Regions from separate parts of the Arachis hypogaea genome. Here region 2 is linked to region 1. The links are chromatin contacts, called in public Hi-C maps. All regions are on one chromosome and are shown on one strand. Each heading gives the region's core, a stretch centred on a gene start, on an enhancer-like site or on the middle of the called end of the contact. The rest is flanking DNA. Distances are from core to core; before and after follow the strand shown.

Region 1 (3,379 bases), core at 811-3,310:
GGTGACCTGAGAAGAAGAGAGGGAGAATAGGACTGGGGAAAGTGACGAGAACGGTTTTGCAGTTTTGCGGGAATGAGAATTGGATTTGGCGGGATGTAAAAAATAAAAAAGAAAGAGATAGAGTGAAATTGGTGAAGAGTTTTAAAGTAATAAGATTTTAATTTTGGGAGTTTTATAACTCCTGTTATTTGAGATTAAAATTTGCTGTAAATTAGGAACCAAAAGCACGGAAGAAAAAATCTGATTTTCTTATCTAATTTGAGGGAATTTTTTAAAACCTCTGTTATAAAATTCCTATAAGACTATGTTTTTTTTGTAGTGAAAAAATTGCACACTTAAACAAATATTAGATAACACTTTAATAAAATTATTAGATTATATAATCAAAATTCAAGTTTAAGATATGAAAGAACTAACACATAATTTGTGCAATTGTCTTATGTATTGCTAACCAAACTCTCCCATAAGTTACCTCTATTGCATTTTGCAAGACCTTTATTTACATAGCCGCATTAGTTCTGACCATCGCATTGTTGTTGTAAAAGAAGGAGAAGTCACCAATGCCATACATTGGGTGCAACCACGGGTATTGATGAACTGAAAACTCCCCGATACCAACAAATTCTTCAGAGCTAGCTGGTTACCATATATCTTCAAGCTAAGCTAAGCATACAACTACATCACGATAATAAAATAATATTTGCATTTCATCATCCTTTTATATCACAAAATAATCAAAGAGTAATTGGGACTTTATACAATAATTGAGCCATGCAGTTTCTTTCATATTCTTATAGTATAGTATTTTATAATTTTGCAAAACTAGTTGATGATTGGATAAAGATACTAGTTTGATTCTTACCGCTGAAACTTAATTATTCCATCTCTAGTTTTCTTAGTTTTGGTTTTATGGTGGTGTTAAGAACCAAAAAACTACCAGAAATTGTATTGGCAATTTTATAACTAACATACTCATCAAATTGAACTCTTATGTGGACATCATTGGACTATTAAATCGTTGCACCTACTGTTGCCTTACTAAATCATTCAACTGTTTTATCACCATCATGTCTCAAAATAAGTCGTAAGTTGCAATAATTTAGTACTTTATTGTATTTTCTCTAGTTAATCGTGATAAGATATAACGATTCTCTAACAAAATTTACGTGGAATGGTAAATCACCTTACCTTACCATGAAATACATATAAAAAAAAGGATAAATATATAACCAAATTTGTTTAGGACAAACACGTTATCACTGTTACCAATTGTTTTATTTACGTAAAAATACCCCATCCAAATACACCTTACTTTTTTTTAAGAAGATGCATGCAATATCCATTTAGTTAGATATTTTATTTCCTACAAATTTATTAACCTCCTTAATATCACCCTAATCATTCAAGAATAAAATGATATCACATATATTTTTAGTTAATTCATTTTATTTAATTAAAAGATATTAAGTGACTTTTTTTTATATGTATCTTGTATTTGAGATAATACTAATTAATTTTTTTATTACTAAAAGTAATAATTTCTTGACATTAATTTCCTTGAAAAGTATACGAGGAGAACTAAAAAAAATGGCAGACAAATATTTTCAAAAAAACAAACAATCGCGGCATGTATAACGAGGAAATAAAATTCGAGTTTTGCCAGCATTTTAAGAAAATTAGATTAGAAGGCAATAAATTATAGTTTAAATAGTATAATTTTTTATTTTTACTTAAAAATTTTAAATTCGAATCTCACTCCTAATTTAAAAAAAAAAGAAAATTATACCAGAAAATATGTTTTTATTACGGTTTGATGCGTGCCCCATTTTGTGATGGCAGGAAATTTTAATTCTACTACTTTTTATTGAAAAGGAAAAACAACAAAGAGCAAGCCCATTTCTGAATGAAAATAAATAGACCCAAACTGAAAAAGAAAACAATTGTATCCATGGACGATTTAATTATTTAAACGAACTAAAATCACTGTCCAACTCCACACGCGTGCATTTCACTTTCACATAAAAAAGCGACACTATCATCGCTTTTGAAAGCCATGGCCTGTGGGACCCGCTTCCCTTCACCAGAACTTTAAAAAGTACCTCCTGTCCTCCCAGGCTCCCACCAACGCAGTTCGCCCGTGTAGTAACGCGCATTACTTCGGCGCGTAGCATGTGTGTTCATATTAGTGAGGGAGGTTACCTGTCGCGTTCTGAACCCGGCAATCCAAAATTAAAAGCCGCTTTCTTGTCGCCCAACACATCATTTCGCTTTACTCTGTTTTCCCATGTCCCCCCTCATCCATTTAAAAAATAAAAAATAAAAAATAAAAAATAAAAAATAAAAAATAAAAAATACTTTACATTAGTATAAGTTATTTTTAAAAAAATATTTAAATTAATTCTCAATTTTTCAAATATTATCAATATTAGTTTTTAATATATTAAAATAATTAATTTCTTCATTTTTAACTTTTTATAATTAATTTTTATTAAAATATTTTTATACGAATTAAATGATCGATTATTTTTTTCAAAAAACTAATTTTTTCATTTTTTTTATTATTGATTAATATATTTAATATTTTGAAAAACTAATTTTTTCAGGAATATTTGTTTAGAATTTTATTTATTCAAAATTCTTTAAAATTTTTATTTTACGGTATTTACTTTGTATTTAAAATCTCATATTTTAATCTAAAAACTCTCACTTATTTAATATTAGAAATATATTTAGGATCAAAGGTAACAATCATAACATTCATTCAAATTTTTGTTACTAAATATTATAATAAGATGTAAAACTAAAAGAAATAATATGTCAACAACTTTTATAACAACTATGTCAAAAGAAAGAAAGAAAAATTGATATCCGTACTTTTAGTATTATATAATGAGTTAAGTCTTAAAATAGTTTCTAAAGTTGTACTCGAATTTTAAAGTGGTCATTGAAGTTAATAGTTACTCAATTTTGCATCCGAACTTGCACTTTGGGACTCATACTAGCTCCTAATGCGCTTTCCGTTTATTGGAACATTGAAACGATGTCGTTTTATATTTATAGAAAAAAATCCGAGCCTCCCCTTCCCCTTCCCCAACCCGAGCCCCCTTCCCTTCTTCTTTCTCTCTGTTGCCGCTTCTCGCCAGCCTCCGTCACGACGCCGTCCGCGCCGCACGCCCCCTTCCCCAACCTAATCTCTTATACTCTTGTCTCCTCTCTATATCTCTTTGCATCTCCCTCTTCTCTTGTCTCCTCTTTGTCTCCTTCTGCCTCTCTAATCACAAATTAATTCCTCCATTATCTCATTTTGTTTTTCTTCATACACAACTAACCATCAATTTTCACATATGAATTAACTAAACATTCTCATTACTCATCAATA
Region 2 (3,321 bases), core at 608-3,107, 100 kb after region 1:
CAACATACGGAAGGTTGGCAGAATTATTTGTTCGCAAAGGGAGAGAGGCTGAGGCGCAGATGAAAACCGGACAACAATTTAGTCAGCACTTGGTGAAGTGTATAGAGGCCAACTTGAAGACGGCTAGGTGCTTCACCGTTACTGTGTACGACAGAGATAACTCCGAGTTCACCGTCGTAGAGACAACTCCGACTGGTTCTTTCTCACTAGGTAGCTACAGAGTCTCGCTTGCATATCAAACATGTGACTGTGAATACTTCCAGGCTCTTCATTTCCCGTGTCCCCACGCACTGACATGCTGTGCCTACTCACGGCTTACATGGGAGCCTTACGTCCACTACGTGTATCGTCTTAGTTCGGTCTTCAGTGTGTATCGGATGGGTTTCACACCTCCCATTCCGGAGGGTTTCTGGCCACCATATGACGGGCCGACTGTCATCCCTGACCCCAATAAGAGGCGTGCGAGAGAGGGTCGGCCGAGGTCCACTAGGATACAGACCAATATGGACTAGGCAGATCCGAACCGGCCAAAGAGGTGTGGGCTTTGTCAGCAGCCGAGCCACACACGTCGAAGTTGTCCACAGCTCGGAAGAGCAGAGCACACACGGGGGCATGATTAGGTGTTTTGGTGGAGTTGGTACTTTCGTTGTTTCAATTTCGCATTTAGATTCCACTATTATCGGTTTTCTTACTTGTAGTTGCTAACTGATAGAATTTGTTAACGTTAGTGTGATGTACTTTGAATGGGAATTTAGTTAATGAATATGTTCTTTCTCCGCAGTTTTAAACGAAATGTATGTCTAATGCACACCAGAATAAATAACTCTGCGAGTTTTATTAAACCATGATGCAGAAACTATGTTCGTAACTTAAATTGCTGTGCGGAACGAATTCTTAGTAATTCGAACCATCTTAGTTCGAATTACTTGCTGGCTAATTCTTCACACTAATTCGAATCTAATTGGTTCGAATTATATGTAAAAGTTCGAACCCAATTGGTTCGAATTATTTGGCAAACCTTTACAAGGTGTAATTCGAACCTAATTGGTTCGAATCACATGGAGATTGAGTTCGAACCAAATTGGTTCAAATTATATAGAAATCTCCTTTGGTTGATTGATGAACCAATTTTTGATTTGGCTGATTCATGTAATATTGACCTAGCTATGGTTTACTTATGTGTTTTGCCCTACTTTTTATTTGTTTTTTTGTGACTTTAAAAAAAAAATAAACAACAACTAAAAAAGATAAAATAAATAAAAAACTGCTTAAGAAAGATAATTCTCTTTGAATACTATTTTTAAAATCTTTTTAAGATAATGGAAGTTCTACTTGAAAAGAAAGAGTCCTCATTGCAGTTTTTATCATGATATTTGCTATTGTATTTATATCTCTCAAAATCAACCGGAATCAGCACGCCGTTTCCAATATCTCGGATTTTGAACACTAAAAGATCAATAAATCTAGAGCAATCCTGTAAATTATTGACAATAGTAAAAGTTTCTACACAGTCTATCTCACATATAATATCTTTTTATCCCGAGTTTTATGCTAAAAGAAAGTCTCTTTAAATAGCAAACAACTCTTCTTGCAAAAATTATTTTTTATTTGTTTGAGGCACTCTCTTAGTCTCTTATTTATTTATTATACAAAAATATTATTCGTATATTAAATTAATTACTAAAATCAGCCATTAATATATTTATGTATAAATATATATAATTTAATTTATTTTAATGTATATTTATATTCTAATATGTATTTTATATTGATAATTGACTTTGATTGTTAATTTTAGTATACACATCAAATAATTGTTATTTATATTAATAAATTGAAGTCATATTTATTGATTATTATATTATTATTACATTATATATTTTAATGCATGGTGTTTCACATCGAACAAACAAAGAAGCTTTTGTTACTTTGTGCCAAAATGGAGGGTCCTTAGTTCTCTTCTCTCTCTCTCTCTCTCTCTCTCTCTCTCTCTCTCAATCACACTCTTCACCTTCTCCTCCTTCTTCTTCTTCACCCTTTCTTCTTCTCCTTTGATCTGCTGATTCTTCAGGTAAAACGTTAACATCTTCAGCACACAAAGTGTTTATTTATTTATTTATTTTTTTGCTTCCAAGCAAATTATGTCTCCTTCTTCTGCCTCCTTTTGCTTTCAACTTTTGTAGCCTCTCTTTTTATCTTTATTCGGTTTTCCTATAAAAACTTTCGATCAATGTCTTCCATTTTTCTCAAAATTCCTTCACTGCACTAACAAACACAAACACAAGCATAGCCATCAAGTATTTCTTTTATTATTGACTAATAATTATTATTTTTATTTTCATTATTTAAGGGATTGCTCTAATATACTTAACAGTCTCACATACATTGTTGATTCTTCAGTGTTTGGGTTGCTTCTGAGGTCTTTCTCTTAAAACCCTGAGGCTAGATTTATGTTATTAAACTTAAAAAAAAAAATCATGAACAAGTCATAAAGCATGACATACTTGGTGATTGATGCTAATTTCATGCTTCTTAGGCTGAAAGCATAAGAAACATTGGAAAAAAAAATTGTGAACAATAGTATGCTTCAATAGGTTAATGAAGTTACTCAAATCAATGAATTATAATTTGTTGAGGTTGCTTATGAATCAAGTGTGGCCAGCTATGTTTACAATGTTAATTGTTTATTTATTTATTGCTTTGTCCAATTTTCTGTGTGTTTGAAGATTCCTCAGTGTGTAAGCAACGCATGACAGATGTTTGTGTTATTGTTTTGATGATAAGGTATTCAAAATTGGGAGATTCTCTATTGAACTGCTATGTCTCCGCTACTCGGCGTGGTGGGGGATGAGGAAGGTCAGCAGAGCCATGTGACTCTGTTGGTTTCTTCCTCATCCACCATGGAAAGTGTGAATTGTCTGAACAGCTCGAAACTGAAGGAGCGAAACTACATGGGATTGTCTGATTGTTCTTCTGTGGATAGCTCAGTTCCCTCATTCTCTGATGAGACTAAAAGCAATCTGAACCTCAAAGCTACTGAGCTGAGGTTGGGGCTTCCGGGATCTCAGTCTCCTGAAAGAGACTCAGATCTTTGCTTGAGGAGTTCTACTCAATTTGATGAGAAACCTTTGTTTCCTTTGCGTCCTGTAGCTGATGATCATCATTCCTCGTCGAAGCCTGCTCTTTTGGGCAACAAAAGAGGGTTTTCGGATGCAATGACTGGGTTCTCTGAGGTAAAAACGTATTCCATTCATTCCAAAATATCTATCACTTTGAGAAATTTTTTAGATTAACAATTCAATATGTTTAGTCAAACATGTC

Evidence for each region. Hi-C and Micro-C count contacts between places; a contact is called where the count stands out from the background.
Region 2: a Hi-C map of leaf shows a contact between it and region 1, with 2.7 times the contacts expected there. The contact joins the promoter of LOC112703318 here to the enhancer-like site in region 1. A contact is called at or near these places in 2 of 8 Hi-C or Micro-C datasets (both in leaf).

Annotation. Positions count from the first base shown.
Region 1 is chr7:67,023,316-67,026,694 of arahy.Tifrunner.gnm2.J5K5, forward strand. No RefSeq gene overlaps it. Among protein-coding and RNA genes, the nearest start is that of LOC140174504, 7.1 kb to the left of the region's middle. Within about 2 kb of position 2,061, at least 3 of the 3 cell types and tissues checked have open chromatin away from gene starts, as enhancers often do.
Region 2 is chr7:67,123,675-67,126,995 of arahy.Tifrunner.gnm2.J5K5, forward strand. It overlaps LOC112703318 (auxin-responsive protein IAA9), which reads left to right and starts at 1,858. Exons shown (of 7, transcript XM_025754719.2): 1 at 1,858-2,071; 2 at 2,785-3,233. The coding sequence starts at 2,820.